Linked DNA regions of Hordeum vulgare: region 1 is linked to region 2. A link is a contact called in public Hi-C data. All regions are on one chromosome and are shown on one strand. Each heading gives the region's core, a stretch centred on a gene start, on an enhancer-like site or on the middle of the called end of the contact. The rest is flanking DNA. Distances are from core to core; before and after follow the strand shown. Region 1 has its middle 34 kb from the start of LOC123450595. Region 2 has its middle 33 kb from the start of LOC123448857.

Region 1 (5,203 bases), core at 2,260-4,759, 520 kb after region 2:
CGCTTGACATGCAACCTCGTTGCATAAAGATGACTGGCGGGTGTCTGTTTCTTCAACTTTAGTTGAATTGGTTTTGACCGAGGCGGTCCTTGAAGAGGTTAAATAGCAATTTGCACATCTCCGTTGTGGTTTTTGCGTAAGTAAGATGCGATCTACTAGATACCCATTGCAACCATGTAAAACATGCAACAACAATTAGAGGACGTCTAACTTGTTTTTGCAGGGTATGCTTGTGATATGATATGGCCAATGACGTGATATGATATATTGGATGTATGTGATGATCATGTTGTAATAGTTAATATCGACTTGCACGTCGATGGTACGGCAACCGGCAGGAGCCATAGGGTTGTCTTTAAACTAACGTTTGTGCTTGCAGATGCGTTTACTATATTGCTAGGACGTAGCTTTAGTAGTAATAGCATGAGTAGCACGACAACCCCGATGGCGACACGTTGATGGATATCATGGTGTGGCGCCGGTGACAAGAAGATCATGCCGGTGCTTTGTTGATGGAGATCAAGAAGCACTTGATGATGCCATATCATGTCATTTATGAATTGCATGTGATGTTAATCCTTTTATGCACCTTATTTTACTTACAACGACGATATCATTATGAGGTGATCTCTCACTAAAATTTCAAGACGAAATTGTGTTCTCCCCGATTGTGCACCGTTGCTACAGTTTGTCGTTTCGAGACACCACGTGATGATCGGGTGTAATAGACTCAACGTTCACATACAACGGGTGCAAAACAGTTGCACACGCGGAACACTCGGGTTAAGCTTGACGAGCCTAGCATGTGCAGACATGGTCTCGGAACACATGAGACCGAAAGGTCGATCATGAATCATATAGTTGATATGATTAGCATAGGGATACTTATCACTGAAACTATCCTCAACTCACGTGATGATCGGACATGAGCTAGTGGAATTGGATCACGAACCACTCAAATGACTAGAGAGATGTACTTTTTGAGTGGGAGTTAAGCAAGTAATTTTCATAATGTAGAAAGATATATGCGAATCTTTAGAAAATATTCACTAACTTAAAATGGTTCATTTTTTGAAAAAAAAGTGTATGAATTCATAAAGTATTCTTATTTTAAATAATGTTCCAAAATTATAAATATGCTTGTAAAAAGATATAAAAAAAGAAAGTGTAAGAAAAAAAAGGAAATGGAAAAGAAGAATGGAAAAGAATCTTAAAAGAGAAAGATAAACACCCATAGGAAAACAAAAACAAACCGTTTCAGAAAAGATTCTAGAACCTTCCCATGACCGGTGTGGAGTAAACTATAAATGGGCCGGCCCATATAATTGATTGGGAGGTGGGGCGCGCTAGGTCGCTGAAGAGGGGACCGGGAGCTCCTACCTGCCGCTCACTACGGCAGGTAGCCCTGCATCGCACAGGGGGCGCCCCGACTAGGCCGGTCCAGCTTTTTTTTCTGTTACTTTTTTGCTACTCTGTTTATTTTCTTTCTATGGTTCGTTTTTCTTTACATTTTGCCTTTCCTTTCTTTATTTCTAGAAAAACATTTTCCTAATTTTAATAACAATTTTGAAAAATCATAAATAAATTTGGAAGCGTGAACAATTTTTTAAAACACGAACATTTTCTAAATTTTGAGAACAAATTTTGAAAAGGAGAATTTTTTTGAAAAACCCTGAAAAAACTTGAAAGCGCGAACAAAATGTTTTAGCACAAACAATTTTCGAATTTTGAGAACAAATTTTGAAACCGAGAACAATTTAAAAAAATCGTGAACAAATTTGGAAGCGTGAACAAATTTTTAAAGCATGATTTTTTTTAACAAGCCCCGAATAAATTTGAAAGCACGAACAAATTTTGAAAGCACGAACATTTTTCGAATTTTGAGAACATGTTTTTGAAACCGAGTACAATTTTAAGAAACCATGACCAAATTTGGAAGCCCATACATTTTTCAAAGTACGAACATTTTTTGAATCTTGTAACACAAATTTGAAAAGGAGAACAATCTGAAAAAACCCAAAAAAATATTAAAGCGCAAACAGATTTTTAAAGCACGAACATTTTTTGCATATTGAGAACAAATTTTGAAACCGAGAACAATTTTAAAAAGCATGAATAAATTTGGAAGCGCGAACAATTTTTTAAATACACGAACATTTCTTGAATCTTAAGATTTTTTTTGAAAAGGAGAACAATTTTGGAAAAACCCAAACAAATTTGAAAGAGGGAACCATGTTTTAAAGAGCGAATAGTTTTTTGAATTTTGACAACAAATTTTGAAACTTAGAACAATTTTTAAAAAAAGACCAAAATTTGGAAACGCGAACAAGTTTTTGAAATACACATTCTTTTAGAAAACATACACAATTTCTTCGGATATAATTTTTTTGAAAGAGGAACATTTTAAAACCATAGAGCATTTTTTTTTGTAAAAAAGAACATTTTATGAAATTATTGTACAATTTTTGGAACAGGAACATTTTTTGAACTTATGTGCACTTTTTAAAATAGGAACATTTTATGAACTTACGTACATTTTTTTGAAATGTCAAATATTTTTTAGAAAATGAAGAATAATTTTTAAATTCTCAGGCATTTTAAAATTATGAATAATTTTGGAATTGTCGAACAAAATTAGGACAGATTTTCAAAAAAGTGAAACATTTATTGTAAAATAGGAACATTTTTGATAAAAATGTGAAAATAAAAACATTTTTAAGAGTTGTGAACAATTAACGAAAAAAGGATCATTTTTTGAAAAATCGTGCTGATTTTTGAATACGAGAACTATTTTTGAAACACGAACATTTTTCAAAAGTTGAACATATTTTGGAAGCAGGAACATTTTTTGAAGCACGGATATTTAAATATAAAACTGTGAATACGAGAACATTTTTTGAAATTCAAAACTAAAATTATAAAATGTCAAATAGAAAAATAGGAAAAGGAAAAAAGGAACAAAAGTGAAGGAAAAACTAAAAATCAAACAATAAAAAAATTATAAAGAAGAACAATTTGTAAAAATGTCAGATATTTTTCTAAAATCCCGTTCATTTTTTTAAGCTATGGATGTTTTTGTAATTTGAAATTTATAACATTTTCGTAAAATGAAGAAAAAATTCTTAATTTTCAAGTACAATTTTAAAACATGAACTTAGGTTAAAAAATAACCATAGAAAAAACAGAAGCAGAAAAACGAAAAAAAGAAAGAAAAAAAGGAAAAAACGAAACAGAAAAAAGAGAAAAAAAATGTAGAAGAAACCGAAACTGCCTGCAGAAGGAGATGGGCTGGTCCATTTGGTCGCCGCCCTGTGTGTTTGGTTGACTATTCGACGTAAAGAGAGTCAAATAGGGTTTTTCGAGGGGAGCCTCTAATTAGCGTGTGACGTATTGGCGAATATTTTTGACAAATTCATGGGTGACGTCCGCACATGATAGCTGACGCCGCTAAAGAGGAATTCTCGATGGGTCTCAATCACAGTGTGTGGCGCTCCTATCTCTCGATTCACACGAGTCATACGGGACTCTCACCTGAAGGAGGGCTCATGACAGGCCGGCCCAGGGACACTGGGTGCACAACCTTGTCTTTCTTTGTCTTTTAATTACATTCTTATTTCCATTTTTTCTTTATTTTCTTACTTTAGTTTATACCTTCAATTTTTATATAAATATTAAAAAAACACTTTGCGTAAAAACACATGGAAAAAATTATTCAAGCATTTAAAAAATGTGAAATGTGTATATACGAAATGCCTCTCATGTATATGGAAAATGTATTAAAAACTATAATTTTTGACTGATTTTGTTTGAGATGCATTAAAAAAATTAATCAATCATTTGAAAATATATATGAAACAATTATATATGAAATGTTAATCAATCATTTAGAAAGTTAAATGCACATAAAAAGAATGTTGATCATGTATTCTAAAAATATTAACCTTGTACTTCCAAAATGTTAATCATGTATTTAGGAAATGTTAACAAAGCAGCTAAAAGAATGTTTAATGTCATCGAAAAAATGTTGACCCTGTATTAATAAATATGAATAAAGCATTTTAAAAATGTTAGATGTTTATAAAAAATGTTAGACTTATAATTTTAAACTTGTGTCTGAAATATGTTAAATGCATAATTGAAAATATTACACTATGAGAAGAAGCTTTGTGTCGGAGTGTACAAAAGAAAGTGAAGTAATTTTACGACATGCATGCTATAAAATTACATTCTGCATGCGATGATAATATGGCGTATCAATATAACACTAAAAGACGTTGTCATAATTTTAAAATAAGTAAGGTAATTTTACAACATGAATCCAAGTAATTTTACAACATGCATACTAGAAGGTTATATTTTGTGATTGATAATTTCTTTTGTCACTCGAATGGCGAGGGTGAGGAGTAAACTATTCTTCACCTTGGATGCATAATATACTGTCTAAATATATATTAATCATGTTTTTGAAATGGTATAAGGTTTAACTCATACTAAACATAAAACCCCCGATGAAAACTCAAAAACAAAGAACAAAAACAAAAAACAAAGAAAACAACAAAGTGAATGAAAGTTAAGGAACCAATGTAAAAACAATTGAAACCGACAAAACCAAAAAGAAACAAAGGAAACAAAAAAAAGAGACCAATTGCAAACAAGGAAAGAAATGAAGAAATAAATAAAGAAAAAAAGGCATCAAAACCTGATAAAAAAAACTCATAGGAACGAATAAAAATCTAAGAACCTGTGACGACGAAGAAAGAAACAAGGAAAACCAACGAAAGAAAAAAAGAAAGCACAAATAAAAAATAGGGAAACCTTGAATAAAATGAAAATAGATGTAAAAACAAAGGGAAACATGAGAAGAAACAAAAAATAAAGACAAAAGGAAAAAACATAGCCGAACCTGCGAAGTAATTGATTGCTCGCTAACGAATTTTGTGTGGTAGCGACCAAAAAAAACCGGCCAACGTTAGCTAGCAGTCTCGATACCTTGGTCGTCATTTTGCATGATCTCATTAATGAAAGGAGCTTTCCTGCGGAAGGAATTTGCTTGATCTGTTCTCAAACGTTAGTGCCACTCTATTTTTTTGAAAATAAACGTTGGTGCCACTCTATTCTTCTCGATGGCTCCTATTTGAAGCGTGGATTTACGCAGAGTGACCGCGCGCCCACCTCGCGTGCTGGAGTTTCTATGGGCTACCCC
Region 2 (5,196 bases), core at 1,993-4,492:
AGTAGTTCACCCTCGAGGCTGAGGGTATATACAAGTAGCTATGTGTTCAATCTCTCTATATCATGTTCTTGAGATGGCACGATCTCAAGAACACGAGCTTTGTTAATAAAGTTGGATCATATGATGTATTTCCCTTACCGTCTAGTTGTGATGAATTGAGTCTTTTTCGTTAAGATCTCGTCATGTTGGATTGAGCATATTGGTATGGCAATACTTGATGTACATCTTGCGTGGGATACCCGTAGTGACATTGGGATATTCTATTGATTCACTTGATATATGTTTAGCCATCAACTTACGGGTTCCGGTCACCTTCGGTATCTATGCATAGGGGTTGATTGCACGTTTTCATACCATATTCTTCGATAGAAATCTTGTGGTGCTCCTTACACGTTCTTTGTGTTGGATTGAATATGATAGCTCTGAAGTTGTTTTATGCATGTCGCATAATTTACCCACGGATACTTGAGGTGACATTGGAGTATCTAGGTGACATTAGGGTCGATTGATATGTATCATTGGTGTTATTCTAGGGCGAACTCTTGAATAGATTGAACGGAAATGATAGCTTGATGTTATCGTAGTACGAAGTCTTGAATAGATTGATCGGAAAGAATAACTTTGAGGTGGTTCTACTACCTACACAATTTCATCTTATTATTCTCCACTACATAGGAACTTTGGAGTGATTCTTTGTTGCACGTTGAGGGATCCAACTATGTTAGCATTGTTGAGAGATTGCACTAGTGAAAGTATGTACCCTAGGCCTTATTTCCAAGCATTAATACAACGTTTTGCTCGATTTTTACCACTTGTTACCTTGCTATTTTTATATTTTCATATTACAAAAACGTATATCTACCATCCATATTGCACTTGTATCACCATCTCTTCGCCGAACTAGTGCACCTATACTTTACCATTGTATTGGGTGTGTTGGGGACACAAGAGATTTCTTGTATTTGATTCCAGGGTTTCTTGAGAGAGACCATGTTCATCCTACACCTACCACGGATTGATAAACCTTAGGTCATCCACTTGAGGGAAAATTGCTACTGTCCTACAAAACTCTGTGCTTGCAGGTCCAACACGAGTCTACAAGAATAAAGTTGTGTAGTAGACATCAAACTATTTTCTGGCTCCGTTGCCGGGAAAGTGAGTGCTTGAAAGTGTATCTTGGTTAAGAAGACAAAGAGACAAAAGTGATCACCAGAATTGGGCGGCTAGGTCGCCTGAGTTGGACGGCTCATGGGTCGACTTCGGACGAGTTTAACGACTCGGACGTGGCGGGTGACGAGAGGTGCACTGTGGACGTTCAGAACGACGAGGTGAAGATGATGGGGTACCGTCACTGTCATTCGCGTTCGTTGGAGGTCGTGGGTGGTGGCTGCAAGGCAGAACGCCGGGGAAATTCTGTGCTTCTGCTCATTCTGGCGACGACGCTGGAATCATATGTTGGCAGCGGTTAGACTCGGCTCCACGAGCAACTAGGAAGAGCAGGGAGGGGAAGAGCTCCAACAGGAAAGGGATTCAGACAAGGGAAACATGCGACTTCTTGAGGTTTTATAAGGGTCAGGGGAGGGAGTAGGGACAGAGATGAGCGGCAAGGATGCGTTAAGGGTGGTCGTAAAAGCAGCACTTTTCCCTTGTTCTAGTGGCCAACTAGATCACTGATGGTGCGCGTTTCCACGCCCGTCAACTTTATCAATAGAATGACAGGAATTACATCATGAAAAAAATGAATTTACATAAAATCTAATCACACCTTTTCAAGGTAGAAATGTAGAGGCGTCGGACAAAATGTTCCTTTTTGCACGAGGTGGCAGCAGGTCGGTGCGGGGATGTCATAGTTCAAAAGAATTAAATTATTGTACAAAGGAAATATATTGAAGTACCACTGCTTTATATAATCTTGGGTAGTCTACAAAATTCACAATTAGCCAGTTTTGAATCTGGGGACAGCTACATAACATCATTCCAAAACCTTGCACTTGAGTTTATTTCCTCCAGATTGGGACAATCACAACATTTCTTCATAGCAGGTTGATGGAGAATGAGCAGTAAAGAAAGAAGCATGTCATATGGACTGCGACTCTGGATCGATCAACTATGATTAATAATCAGGGTTGTTTTAATACGAAACTTAGTAAACGGAATAAAAAGTATTAATTTTAATCGAGGCATCACAATTGGAGTTGATGGCATCAAATTATCATATAACAATTTCTCAAAGCTGTAAAATAAGAGCGTTTAGATCACTAAAATAGTGATCTAAACACTTATATTCGCTGGTTGTGAAAAGTAACCCTGATACATCATGTTAAACGGGTAATCCAACAAAAAAGACAAACTCCCTGTGTAAAGAAATATAAGAGCGTTTAGATCACTACTTTAGTGATCTAAACGCTCATACATTTGTTTAGGGAGGGAGTTTATATTTTTTACATTTTAACTTAATACATGCAGCAATGTTTTTCAAAAGTATGCTTATGATTAATACAGACTTTTGTCAAGAAATCATCTCTGCTATTTGTTTCATTTCCACATACCGTGTTCTTGAAAGGGTTCACTTCATGTCAGCAAAGATAATGAGCCTTTGAGTTCAGCGATGTTTCTTGGAAAACATAATAATGAACCAGATTGTTAACACATTGAAAAGAGAGATATATGATTTGAATGCATACACTACGGGAATACCCCTTTTTTTCATTCCATATGCACTTACATGCCGTAAATCCATTGTATAAAGGACAGCAATGGAATCCAGCCAAAATACATGTGCAAGCTTTGCAGCCCTGCAAGTTTCTTTCCTGGTTTTGTTGCAGGAATAGGCACGGTGTACCGGACCAACACAGTTTCTCGTTTAGTATTATTAAAAAGTTGTAATACATTTGGCCAGAAACAACAAAATATGGAGAGTACTCGATGCATACCTGAAAGAAGGGGCACAATGAATCTCCACGAAAGATGCTAATCTATCCACGAGCTATGGTTGAACAGGGATGCTGCAATAGAAGGAAAGAGTGGATGACCTGTGCTATTCCTGCGTGAAAGACATACATTCAGAAGAACATTCGAACAAAGCCATATTTCTGAAATCAACTATGAACCGGTTCCCTCGTGTGCGTGTCGGATCCCCTCAACCGCCCGTTCCCTCGCGTGCGTCGGGTCAGCTTCATCCCCTCCCGCTGTGGATCTATCGTCACCTTGGCTCCCCCACCTGCGTGTCGGATGGATGCAGGAGATAAATGGGCTCAGAAAGCACAGATCGCTGCGTAGTAGCTTCGTTAGTTAGACACATATATAAATGGGCCCAATAAGCCCACTCAATGACAGGGTTACAAAAGTATCCGAAATCACTACTTAGCGAATACACCTTCCAACGATTACTTTCACCATCACAAGTTGTGACAAGTGGCGCACTGCATGCGTGCCACTTGTCGCAACCAGGGGTTTTCACTTTTTTCGTAGATCCGTATTTTCAAAACGTTTTATCTCCTAAACCGTGCGTTCAAATCTCGAACCGTTTTCACTGTTGACTTTCTCGCGTCGAGATCTTCAAAACTAGATTACATGTTGATAGATTTTGACGAACTTTTTTTTCATGAAAAAAACTCGAAGAAAAAAACCGAACGAAGAAACTCGGCCTCACGCGATAGAAAATAAAACAGAAAACGCGTTTTTTTCCTTATCAAAAGGCACGGGTCGTGCCTCTCGCGAAGGCAAAACTGTGCCTTTTGCGGAAGCAAAACTGTGCCTCTCTAGAAAAATGCGTTTTTTTCCTTTCGGAGGAGGCACGGGTGTGCCTCTCGCGAAAGTAAAACCGTGCCTCTCGTAAAAAAAACACGTTTTTTCCTTTCCGAAAGGCACGGACGTGCCTTTCGCAAAGGCAAAACCGTGTCTTTCGTGAAAGCAAAACCGTGTCTCTCGCAAAAAATGAAAACGCGTTTTTTTCATTTCTGAGAGGCATGGTTGTGCCTCTCGCGAAGGCAAAACCGTGCCTTTTGCTGAAGTAAAACCGTGTCTCTCGTAAAAAACAAAAAAATCACATAAAAAACACGCGTTTTTGTGAAAAAATAAATAAAATTGTTTCGTCCAAAAGTTATGGAAGACCGATGAAAAATCATAACACTAAAAAATCAGGAAAAAACCACTCAAAAAAAGCGAAAACGCGTGCGAAAAAAATCCGAAGGGAACGCTTAGAACGCGACACGTGGCGTCGGCTAGAAATGCGCCAAGTTGCGGCGCGGAAACGATCGCTGAAAGGTTCGCGAGGGAGCGCTCCCTAACTAGTTGCTTTCAAAAATTTCCCGACGGTAGCGTCCGGAAAACCCTATTTGACATTCTTTGCCTAAAATAGTCGGGCAAACGCATAGGGCCGCGATAAACTGGGCCAGCTCATCTCCCTCTGCACGCAGTTCCGGTTTCTACTTCATTTTTTTATCCTTTTTTCTGTTTGTTTGGTTTTTTGTTTTTCTGCTTCTGTTTCTTTGTTTTCGTTTTTTCTGTGGTTATTCAGAAAATATTCTTGATTTTATAGAAATGTTCTAAATTTCAAATATTTTCTGTTTTACAAAAGCATTCCTGGCTTCAAAAAATGTTCGGCATTTTAGAAAAAAGGTCCCACATTTCTATAACATGTTATTTTTTTCAATAAATGTTAATTTTCCCTTTTTAATTATTTCCTTCACTTTGTCCTTTTTTTCCTTTTCTTATTTTTCTCTTTGACATTTTGTAATTGTTGTTTTGAATTTCAAAAAATGTTCTCGTATTCACATTTTATATTTAAATGATTGTGCTTCAAAAAATGTTCCTGCTTTCAAAATGTGTTCATCTTTTAAAAAAAGTTCGTGTTTCAAAAATTGTTCCCGTATTCAAAAATCCGCATGATTTTTTAAAATGTGTTCCTTTTTTCATAAATTGTTCACAATTTTTAAAAATGTTCATGTTTTATGAAAAATATATTTTTTTAAATTTGTTCACAAATTCAAAACTTGATCAAATTTTGTTCGCCAATTCAAAAATTATTCATGATTTTAAAATGTTTGAGAAGTTTAGAAAATACTTTTCATTTTCTGAAAAAAATGCCGTTTCAGAAAATGTACGTAAGTTTAAAAATCCAGTTTTAAAAAGTGTACATAAGTTCAAAAATCTTCATGTTTCAAAAATTGTTCACAAATTACAAAAAATGTTCTT

The links. Hi-C and Micro-C count contacts between places; a contact is called where the count stands out from the background.
Region 1: a contact with region 2 is called in a Hi-C map of leaf, with 3 times the contacts expected there. The contact joins two enhancer-like sites. A contact is called at or near these places in 3 of 6 Hi-C or Micro-C datasets (all in leaf).

Annotation. Positions count from the first base shown.
Region 1 is chr4H:439,264,227-439,269,429 of MorexV3_pseudomolecules_assembly, forward strand. No RefSeq gene overlaps it. Among protein-coding and RNA genes, the nearest start is that of LOC123450595, 34 kb to the right of the region's middle. Within about 2 kb of position 3,510, at least 3 of the 3 cell types and tissues checked have open chromatin away from gene starts, as enhancers often do. A contact at or near this core is called in leaf, where this site is marked.
Region 2 is chr4H:438,747,594-438,752,789 of MorexV3_pseudomolecules_assembly, forward strand. No RefSeq gene overlaps it. Among protein-coding and RNA genes, the nearest start is that of LOC123448857, 33 kb to the right of the region's middle. Within about 2 kb of position 3,243, at least 3 of the 3 cell types and tissues checked have open chromatin away from gene starts, as enhancers often do. A contact at or near this core is called in leaf, where this site is marked.